2 separate regions of the Mus musculus genome follow, and region 2 is linked to region 1. The links are chromatin contacts, called in public HiChIP or PLAC-seq maps. All regions are on one chromosome and are shown on one strand. The core of a region is the stretch at or near the end of the contact, and the rest is flanking DNA. Distances in the headings are between cores, read along the strand shown.

Evidence for each region. HiChIP or PLAC-seq counts read pairs in DNA pulled down with a chosen protein or histone mark.
Region 2: a contact with region 1 is called in an H3K27ac HiChIP or PLAC-seq map of embryonic stem cells, with 5 read pairs. The contact joins the promoter of Gja4 here to the enhancer-like site in region 1. A contact is called at or near these places in 1 of 39 promoter capture datasets (embryonic stem cells), 1 of 484 Hi-C or Micro-C datasets (embryonic stem cells), 4 of 115 datasets of contacts at active chromatin or transcription factors (embryonic stem cells and stem cell-derived neural progenitor cells) and 4 of 9 other capture datasets (adipose tissue, embryonic stem cells, liver and 1 more).

The regions. Positions count from the first base shown.
Region 1 is chr4:127,187,730-127,193,157 of GRCm38.p6, reverse strand. Dlgap3 (DLG associated protein 3) reads right to left here. Exons shown (of 12, transcript NM_198618.5): 2 at 1-83. Among named protein-coding and RNA genes, the nearest start is that of Dlgap3, 21 kb to the right of the region's middle. Within about 2 kb of position 2,062, at least 4 of the 459 cell types and tissues checked have an H3K27ac peak or open chromatin away from gene starts, as enhancers often do. A contact at or near this core is called in embryonic stem cells, where this site is marked.
Region 2 is chr4:127,312,018-127,317,445 of GRCm38.p6, reverse strand. It overlaps Gja4 (gap junction protein, alpha 4), which reads left to right and starts at 3,407. Exons shown (of 2, transcript NM_008120.3): 1 at 3,407-3,526; 2 at 4,461-5,428. The coding sequence starts at 4,478.

The DNA of each region.
Region 1 (5,428 bases), core at 813-3,312:
CATCCGGGGTGTCCCATCCTTGATGTCAGGATCCCCACCACCAGGCAGAATCCTAACTTCAGCAGGCGCAGGACCACTGGCTCCTGACAGGAAAGAAAGAGGGGGTGAGCCAAGGAAGGGCACTCCTCCCGGAGTCCTCAGGACAGATCTCTGCCCTGGTGATTCTCTTTCCCAGCCCCCCAAACCAGGACTGGTTGGATCCCCCACGATGCAGAGGCTTCAGACCCTCAGGGAAATGAAGTTGGCTTCATTATGCAAATGTATGCAAATTCGCTCATAGGTTGGACTACCTCCAACTGCAGGTGTCTGTGTGATCTGTCCATGATGCTCAGCTACAGCGTTTTTTTTCATTGCCCTTAAATATGGCTGCGCTCCACAGACATTTGTTGAGTGCCCACCGCAAGGCAGATTGAAGGAGAAGCGTACTGAGGTCATTTGGGTGTGGCCCCTATCCTTGAAGGGTCTGTAGTCTAACAGGAGGAACTCAAGGGACAGAATTATCAGGTCCTTATATTCTGGCGCAAGCTGTTCCTTCCTCCTTGGTCCTCTCTTCTCTCGAGCTCTCCTCCTGGCTAACACTTACTCTTAAGAAGCCTCAACTTCCCGTGGAGACTTCTTGTACTCTTTATTCTGGATTACGCCTCTCACTGGGCTTTTATGACACTCCAGGTACCCCACAAGAAGCAGCAAGCACACTGGATAGAAATTGCTTGCTTTGGTCTCCATCTCTCCTACTACCAGTCTCCAGTAAGGTGAAAAAAAAATTAGGTTCCAGTCATCTCTGACTTGAGCCAGTCCTAAGTCACTGTTCCCTGTGGGTGAGGAAGTGGCTGTGCAGGAGAGGTGACAAAATATTAGTCTGGCTTGGATTAACAGCTAGAGCAGAGTCAGTAGAGAAGAAAGAAGGAAGGCTTCCCAGAGACGAGGGCATTTGAAGTACAATATGGGTAGACAAAGGTTGGGTGTGGGATAAATTCCCAGTGGAGAAAACAGTGGGTACAAGGCAGACAAAAAAAAATGCAAATACCAAATTCTGAGGGTTGGGCTTGGAATGTTCCAGAAGCTGGTGAGGGTTTGGCAAATACTGGAAGATGGGGAGTCAGAGAGGAAGATGACTCTCAAGTTTTCAGTAGCCGTGACTGGAAGACTAATGATGCCATTATTAGAGACGGGGATGTCAGAGGGAAGAGCTCGATTTGGGGGCATGATTAATAATAGTGAAAGAGACACAGTCAGACATCAGGAAGAACTTCCTGACCCTGAGGAATGTGACACAATGGAAAGGATGGTAGAAGTCCATAAGAGTCTATAGAGGAAAGGTTCAGATATAAACTGCTCCCAGATCCAGGGCCCGGACCAAAGGAGCTATTTGTTATCTTGCCTAGAGAGACACTGGGGTGACATTACTGATACCAAGAGCCTGGCTCTATGGCAATTTTCCTTTATTGTCCTTTTGCTAGGATGAGAGAGGGAAGTTCAGACCAAGAAGCTTGGGCTCCTGTGGAAAACCACCCAGAAGCATCCCCCATCTGAGACGAGGCTTTGATTAACCCGGAGCTTTGTCTGTGACACAGTCACAGACAAAAGGGGCACATATCAAACTGGAACCTCATACTGAACTACCTAACAGGGATGTCCCAGTCTAAAGGTGTTTCCTGCCACCGGCTTCCTACAGCGGCTGCCACCAAGCTGCTGAGTTGCCATTGGAATGTTTTGTTTTGCTTTGTTTTTTTTTTTTTCTTTCTTCTTAAGATGTATGTGTTTGTACGTTTTATGTATCGGTGTTTTCCCATCATGCATGTACATGCATCACATGTGTGCCTGGTGCCTGCTGAGGTCAGAGGAAGGTGTCCAATCACTTGGAACTGGAAATCGTTATGAGCCACAACACGGATGCTGGGAGACACCCAGATCCTAGCAAGTGCTCTTAGGTACTGAGTCTGTCTCTCCCACCCTCTTGGCTTTGCTTTTGGAGAAAGGTTTCTTGACTTCTAGGCTGGCCTAGGACTCCTTCTATAACCCAGGGTGACCTTGAACTCCTGACCTTTCTGTATCCACTTCCCAAGTACTGGGTTTATAGGTGTGAACCGCCCCACCCAGCTCATCATCAAGCTCTGATTAAACTTGATTCTCTCTCGTTCTCACCAATCCATGTTCCCTTAGCTTTGGTCTCAGACGGGAGCTCGTCAGATAGACCACTAGCACCCATTCCCTACAGGAAGAACTGTCTAAGAACAAAACACTGTCCCAAAACCAGGTCTATGGTGTCAGACAAATGGGGTGATCTTCCAAGTTTAATATACCTGTCCACATACCATCCAGGACATTAGTGAACAGAAATGACACAATACCTATGAAACCATTTTAAAACCCTAGGAAGTAGAGGCCAAGGAGATGGCTCAGTGGTGGGCAGGGGAAGCGCTTGCAGCCAAGCCTGACAATCTGAGTTGGCTCCCCAAAGCCCACCAAGGAGGAGGAGAGAAGAGAGTCCCAAAGGTTGACCTTTGACCCCCCCCCTATGCCTCATGACATGCGTGCACACCCCCAGGAAAGCATTCACACTTAAGCAAATAATAAAATTAAATTTGAAGCTTACAATCCCACCGTGTGGTTGTGGTGGTGGTGCACCCATTAAATCCCAGCACTTGGGAGGCAGAAGCAGACAGATCTCTGAGTTCAAAGCCAGCCTGGTCTACAGAGTGAGTTCCAGGACAGTCAGGGCTACACAGGGAAACTCAATCTCAAAAGACAAACCAAAAAAAAAATGTTTAAAATTCCCAAAGATTACACAATGTAATCTCTAACATCACACCGTTATTTGGGGGCATTTTATTATTATTTTTAAAAGATGTGTTATTTTCGATTATATACAGATTGTGTGTCTATGTGGGGTATTTGGATGTGAGTATTGCCGGCCACAGAGACCAGAGGCCTCTGAGTCTTCTGAGGTTTGAGTACTCAGAAGTGCCCAGCAAGAGCACTACTGGTTCTTCACCACTGAACCATCGCTCCAGTCCATACTTTTTTCTTTTTTTCTTTAAGTTGAGGAAGGATCTCCCTATGCAGCCCAACTGAAGGCTTCCTCCCCCCCGCCGCTTGAGTGTTGGGATTACAGGTGTTCAAGCAAATCCACCAGAAGCCTTTATTTGGGTGCCTAGGATCTTCAACATACAAACAGCAAACAATATAACTAAATACAAGTTACTGAAGGAGGGAGATATTCTATTCCTGAATTCGAAAAACAAGACAAAACAAAAAAATTGCTCTCATGTAGCCCAAGCCAGCTCTGAATTCCTTACACAGCCAAAAATGACCTTGAATTTCTGATCCTCCTGCCTCCACCTCCAGAGTGCTAGGACTGCATTTGTTTGTCACTACACCCGGTTTTAAAGGAAAGGTTTAATTATGAACTCGTATGCCTCAGATCCCATGCCTCTCCCTCTGCCCCCATCTCATCGCTAAATACAGTGAATGGGAGGGAGAACCAATCAAGGAGAGAGCTCGTCGCCCAATCCATCACCCCTTCCTATGGATCTTGCTTCCTAAAAATAGCCGTGCCCACTGAGTCCCATGCCCACCAATCACTGCTGGCGGAGGATCGGAGAATGATTCCCAAACCCCTTTCCCTTCTTCCCAGCCTCCCTTGTGATGAAGCCATGCCATTCCATTGTGGCTAATGATTTATACATGAAAATATGAGGTTCCTGGGGGAAAGTCTGCTTTCATGACAAGGGGTGGGGCTTACGGGTGCCCATCCTCCCTTCCCCCATGCTTTCTGGCTGGAATAAAACAATGATGACCAGATCCAGGGTACCCAGCTTGAGAGAGAGGCTTAGAAAGTCACAGAGATGTTAGTCCTGACACCATCGAGCCACAGAACCAACACAAGCGGTTGCCTTTCTCCAGGCCTATCTATGATGAGGAACAAACTCTATTTTAAACCCCTGTTGGCCAGATTTTCTGCACTTGCGACAGAAAGTGGTGCTACTGAATCCAGCTGCACCCCAAACATCACCTTCTGCTGGGGCATATGCAGGAGGCTCCTAACTTGTCTCCCCATTCTGGTGACCCAAATTATCACTTGGCGATGCAGATGTGACCATACCGCTTCTCTGCTTTCTTCCCCGGTATCCTTGGGTTAGCATTTTAAGCTGGTCAGCCCGAGCCACACACCTGGTCCTTTCTGCTTTCCCACCATCCTCTCCCCACACTCTCCCCCCTCCCCTTGCTCGCTCTCTCTGCTTCAGCCAAGCCAGCCCTTTTTCAGTTCCATGATCCCTCACATCATGGAGCCTACTCCCTGTCCAGAGAGCTTTTCCCCCACTCCATCTCTTCCTTGCTGACTTCGGTTTCCCCTTCAGATCTCAGCTCGGTTGTCATTTCTTCAGGGACGCTTTCTCTGGCCTCCCTGACTAGGTCAGATCTCCCTGCTGCTTGCTCTCAGGGCATTCTGTACCCTTCTCTTATCTAGTTGCCATTTTAAATCTGTATGATTCTGTGGCTGTCTCTCTCCCGATAGGATGTGAATTCCAGGCAGGAATTCTGACCGTCTTCAGCACATTCCCCCAGCCCCTGGGCACAACGCTTGGCGCGTAGTAGGTATTTGTTGAGTATGCCTGTTTTGACTTAAGGCATTTGATCTGATTCCCAGGATGTGACTTCATTCCTCCATACATTCCCATCTAAAGAAATAGGACCTGAAGCCACCAAGATCACACGGAGAGCTGATAGCGAAGCTGACATTGCCTGACTCCGCAGCCTGATGGCTTTGCTACTGCCTGCACCATTAGCCTTGAAAAGCTGAGCTGGTAAAATGTCATTTGAAAGTAACAGGTATTAAGCAACCGAACAAATAAAAAGACTGCATACATACCGCACAGCTAATGAGAGCCCTCATTTAACTTGCTTCTGTGTGGGGAATATAACTTCATGCCAAGTCCAAGGTCAAATAAAGAGACTAAAGGAAACTCCCTGAAGTTTCTTCGCCAATATCCTTGAGTTAGCATCTTAATCTGGCCAACTAAGCCAAGCACCTGGCCCTTTCTCCTTTCCCATTATCCTCTTCCCAAACACTCCACCCTTACTTGCTCTCTCTGTTTCAGCCAAACCAGCCCAAGACAGGGTCTCATGTAGCCTAAGCCAGTCTCTAAAGCACTATGTATCAACCTTGAATTTGTAACAATCTTGCCTCTATCTCTGAGTCCTGGGACTAGAGACATGCCAGAAGTCTGGTTCATGTGGTTCTGGGGACCAAACCACAGGGCCATGTATTTGCCAGGCAAACACCTCTCCCAACTGAGCTACATCCCTGGCCCTACTTTTTCTCCATTTTACCAAATCAAGTCACTTTTCTTCTTATCCCATGACACAAGAGAGCCGCCCAGATGGCGAACCTCTGGACCAGGAAGGCAGCCACTTCTACAATTAC
Region 2 (5,428 bases), core at 2,158-4,657, 120 kb before region 1:
GATGTTTCTACCAGTTTATTTTCTTTTCTAAAAGATTTATTTTATGTATGTGAGTACACTGTCACTGTCTTCAGACACCAGAAGAGGGCATCAGATCTCATTCAGATGGCTGTGAGCCACCACGTGGTTGTTGGGAATTCAACTCAGGGCCTCTGGAAGAGCAGTTCAGTGCTCTTAACTGCTGAGCCATCTCCCCAGCCCTTTTCTTTTAAAGATATATTTACTTTATGTATATGAGTACATTGTAGCTGTCTTCAGACACATCCAGCTGCCCATTCCGGATGGCTGTGCGCCACCATGTGGTTCCTGAGAATTGAACTCAGGACCTCCACTGAGTCATCTCTTCAGCTCTTCTACCATCCATAGTTCTTAAAACACTTTGTTCTGTTATTTAAAAACAAAAACAAAAAACAAAACAAAACAAAACAAAAACAAAACAAAAACCTTCATAAAACAGTTGCCATGATGAAACATGACGTTTGGGGTAACTTAAATATGTGTTCCCAGGGCATGGTCGGTCATAGTTGGCTCCAGAGATAAGAACTGTGTTCTGATTGAGACAAGATCTTGTATAGTATGAGCTAGCCCATAACTGGCAGTCCTCATGAATGGTGGGATTACTGGTCTATGCCACCGAGTTGTGTGTGTGTGTGTGCATATATACATATATAATGCATATATATATATAATTATATATTAAGTCATATGTGTTATAAATCTATATTTACATATCATATAGTATTACATATATTAACTACATCTAAAAAGCTTTAAACAAGGAATTGCAGGGCATATCTGACCCAGTGGAGGCCAGCAAAGGAACTTCTGGGGAAGATGACAGACATCTCAGCGAAGACCTGAGGGGCTGGAGGCATCCACGTGTGAGAGTTTCCCACACGTGAGGCTGCTCCGAGAAGACAGAGCCATGCACAAAGGTAGGTGCACACAGACACGACAGAGAATGACTGGATGGGGCTGGTGACGGAGTGCCGGCCTGGCATTGAAACAGGGCAACCTTATAGCCAGGTTTCTGCAAAAATGTAGAGGCTGAGTGGAGGCTAGGAGACCATCTGGGGTCACTGAGTTGGTGGCAGGCTGAACAGGGTCAGGACAAAAGGGGTGGGGGTGAAGAGTGACGATCCAGGGACATTTTCCCTCAGAAGAGTTGACTTTTGAATATTGTGTTGGTTGGCCCCTACCCCTTCTTCATCTGTGACACCTGATCTCAGAGTCCAGGAAGGGGTTGGAGCAACCTTGGCATCACCCCGAGGTCCTCAATGAGCTCCCCTGCCCCCCACTTCCCTGGGAACCAGATGGGAGCAAAACCTTCAAAAGGATTTGAGGCCCAACCTCAAAGGCAACTCGGCAGAAAAGCTACCAGAGCAGACACTGTTCCCACGCCTTCAAGGGTCAGAACTACGTCGGCGCACTTGTCCCTAGTGGAATCCCAGGAGGCTCCGTTCAGCCCTGCCTGTTCCGGCCCTCAGAGAAAGAGAGGCCTGGAAGGGAAAGCCTGTCTAGCCTGAGCTCAGGCAGTAACCATGCTGGTCTGCAGTCTGAGCCTACCCATGGACTGCCCCGGCCCAGGAGGCCCCAGCCACTTCCTCACCCTCAGCTGCCCTAGACCCTGCCAATCCTAGGCCCCAACCTCCCTTGGCTTTTCTGCCCTCTCCTGGAACAGTGCAGATCCTTTCTGTCAGGCCTTGTGATGGTCTTGGTTGGATGGTAGGTAGGTTGGTCATACTTGGGACAACAAAGACAGAAACCTTGTGCCTGCACAAGCCTGGCATGGGCTCAACTGCTCAACTACACCGCCAAATTTCTTTCTTTCAACATTTTGAGGCAAGAGTCTTGCTAAATTGCTGACTGTCCTTGAACTCTCTCTCTCTCTCTCTCTCTCTCTCGCTCTCTTTCTCTCTCTCTCTCTCTCTCCCTCCTCCCTTCCTCCCTCCTTCCCTCCCTCCTCCTTCTCTTCTTCCCCTGCCTCTCCTCTCCCTGACAATGTCTCATGTACCACAGGCTGACCTCAAACTCACAAAGGAGAAGACAGCCTTGAACTTCTGACCTTCTTGCCTCTTCCTCCTCCTCCTCCCCCCCCCTCCTGTGAGGTTCCAGGCATGTGCCACCTGGTTTATGTGCCACCAGGGCTAGCTAGAACCTAAGGCTCTGTGAGTACTGAACAAGCACTCAACCAATATTTACACCCCAGCCCCATACCATTGACATTTTAATTCCTCAGCCTCATCTTTCCACAGAACTAGGATTACAGGCTGCCTGTACCACCATGCCTGTGTATTTGTGTTTTGTGGAGTTGGTTGTTTGCTTAGACAGGTTCCCACCATGTATCCCAGGTTGGCCTGAAACTCTTGCTCTGCCTCCTTCAGCCTCCCAAGCTCAGGGTTTACATCTCAGTGACTTCAGGTCCTCGCTCAAACCTTTAGAACCAATACAGCACACTGGGGGCTTTGGCAGGCCCTCCGAAGCAGGTATCCTTCCATCACTATTCGGTAGGGTCAGGGCAGAGGAGGGTAAGATTGACCCTCGTTGCTCTGACAAGCCTCATGGTTGGGTCCCCCAGCCTCTTCTGGGCGTTAGCACAAGAAACCAAACCTGGTGGCTCCAAGGTAGTGATGCTGTTCTGCACCGCCTGGCTTTCTCAACCCCTAACCACACCCCGTGATGCCCTGGATCCCACCTTTACACTTTTACTGTTACCCACGGGGCTTACCCTGCTCAATTTCTGCATCTAGTAAGGAGGGTAGGAAACCAGGCCTGGCAGGCTTATTGTGGCTTTCCCAGCTGCAGGCGGATTCTTAATCCCACACTCTTCGTTCACAGTGAAGCAGGGCTCTGCCTGCTTCCAAATTCCCCAGGAAGATCTTTCCTCTCTTTTAGAGGCATCGACTGGAACCCAGCTAAAGGACAGGAGCTTCCCTCCACTTCCACTCTCAGATCAAAGGACCCTAGAGCGTTCCTAAGTGACTTTTGATGGTATAGCCTGCCCAGGATTGGTGAAGTAGAGACCCCTAGATCAACCAGATTCTAGAAAGGGAGAATTCTCACCCCTCTCCAATGTGGGTCCAGTGGCCTCAGAAGCTGGGCACACGGATGAGTCTCCCTTCTTACCCCACCCACTCCTTACAGCCTCCGGACCAGGTGCCAGATCTGCCAGCTCCTCTCGCTTAAAAAAAAAATCGCCTTCACATCCTGCTGCGGACCTAGGGAGGGCACTGGACCTGGGGGGGGAGTGCAGTCTGGGATACCGGAGGGCGTCAGAGCAGAGAAACAAGACAGCTTCCATCTCTCGCAACCAAAGAAGCACAATCTGGGCGGGTCCTGGGAGTCTGTCCCTCCCAGGCCCCGCCTCCCTGCTCCCCAGAGCCCTCTGGCTGGCGTTTCCTGCCCTAAACCCGCAGCTGCGCGCTATTTAAGGCGTCCTGCGGGAGGCGCGGTCCTGCAGGATTCCCGCAGGCGCAGCTTCGGCCACGGTCGTCCCCTCTACCTGGGCCAGCCGGGCAAGCAGGCGGTGAGTTCGGGGGGCAGGGGAAACGGTTCACTCCACTGCGGGAGGGCTGAGGCTTGCTTGCCCCCCGGGGCGCCAGACGCGACTGAAGCCACCAGCGGCACTCACCTAGCCTGCCTTTAACCAGCCTCTTGTGTTTAGCTCCCTTCCCTTTTTTTTTCAATGAACCCTTAAGGAGAGACCGAGGGCGCCGGGAAGATTACTAATCCAAATCCCCAGGTGGTGAGAAGAAAGCAGTATTTGAATGTAGGTCTGGTAGTACCTGCTTTACTTCTGGAACAGCACCCACACCACACATCACCACGTTTTCACACACACCATGAGATGTTCTGGGAACGTTGGAACCTTCACCCAGCTATGGCCATTCCTTGCAAGGCTCTATCTAGAATGGCTGCAACAGCTTTGGAGGGAAGTGAGCTAGGACAGGCTCAGGTGTATTCACTAAAATCGCAGGTGGTCCTTTTGGTAGACAGGTGGACCAAATGCCCTGGGCTTCTGAGTCCCTCACCCCATCTTCCCTCACTCCCAGCCCCACCGGCAAGTGCAAAGATTCAAATGAGGCCCTCAACATTTTTAATGAGGCATGGAAGATGGGAACGGGACCCCTAATAACCATCTCTCCCCACCCCTGCTCTCTTGGGGGTTGCCAGCCTTGAACAAAAGGGAGGAAGGGCATGGCACAACTGTGTGTGACCTTGGATAAGTTCCTCAACTGTTCTGTTTCCATAGGAACCTCTATTCAATCCACATGTCTTCGGGTTGTGGTCACCCTGGGGCACTGGCCTGTGAAAGAAAGCACAATGTGTGGTTAGATTGGGACCCTAGCACAGGCGGACCTCCCAAGGGCTTACATCCCATGGACATATGTCTAGTGGGGGAGCTGAGAAAGGCTTTGTGCTGCCCTGCTGATGGCCCTCTGACCCTTGTCTCCCTGCAGAGAGAGGCCCTGGAAACATGGGCGACTGGGGCTTCCTGGAGAAGTTGCTAGACCAGGTCCAGGAACACTCGACCGTGGTGGGCAAGATCTGGTTAACGGTGCTCTTCATCTTCCGCATCCTCATCCTGGGGCTGGCTGGCGAGTCGGTGTGGGGCGACGAGCAGTCTGATTTTGAGTGTAACACAGCCCAGCCGGGCTGCACCAACGTCTGCTATGACCAGGCCTTCCCCATCTCCCACATCCGATACTGGGTGCTGCAGTTCCTCTTCGTCAGCACACCCACCCTGATCTACCTGGGCCACGTCATCTACCTGTCTCGGCGGGAAGAGCGGTTGCGGCAGAAAGAGGGAGAGCTCCGGGCGCTGCCATCCAAGGACCTACATGTAGAGCGGGCACTGGCTGCCATCGAACATCAGATGGCCAAGATCTCGGTGGCAGAGGACGGTCGTCTTCGGATTCGTGGGGCGCTCATGGGTACCTATGTGGTCAGCGTGCTGTGTAAGAGTGTGCTGGAGGCAGGCTTCCTCTATGGCCAGTGGCGCCTCTATGGCTGGACCATGGAGCCGGTGTTTGTGTGCCAGCGTGCGCCCTGCCCCCACATCGTGGACTGCTATGTCTCTCGACCCACTGAGAAGACTATCTTCATCATCTTCATGCTGGTGGTAGGAGTCATCTCCCTGGTGCTCAACCTGCTGGAGCTGGTTCACCTGCTGTGTCGGTGTGTCAGCCGGGAGATAAAGGCACGAAGGGACCACGACGCCCGCCCGGCCCAGGGCAGTGCCTCAGACCCTTACCCTGAACAGGTTTTCTTCTACCTCCCCATGGGCGAGGGACCCTCTTCCCCACCGTGTCCCACCTACAACGGGCTCTCATCCACTGAGCAGAACTGGGCCAACTTGACCACAGAGGAGAGACTGACCTCTTCCAGACCTCCCCCATTTGTAAACACAGCTCCCCAGGGTGGCCGA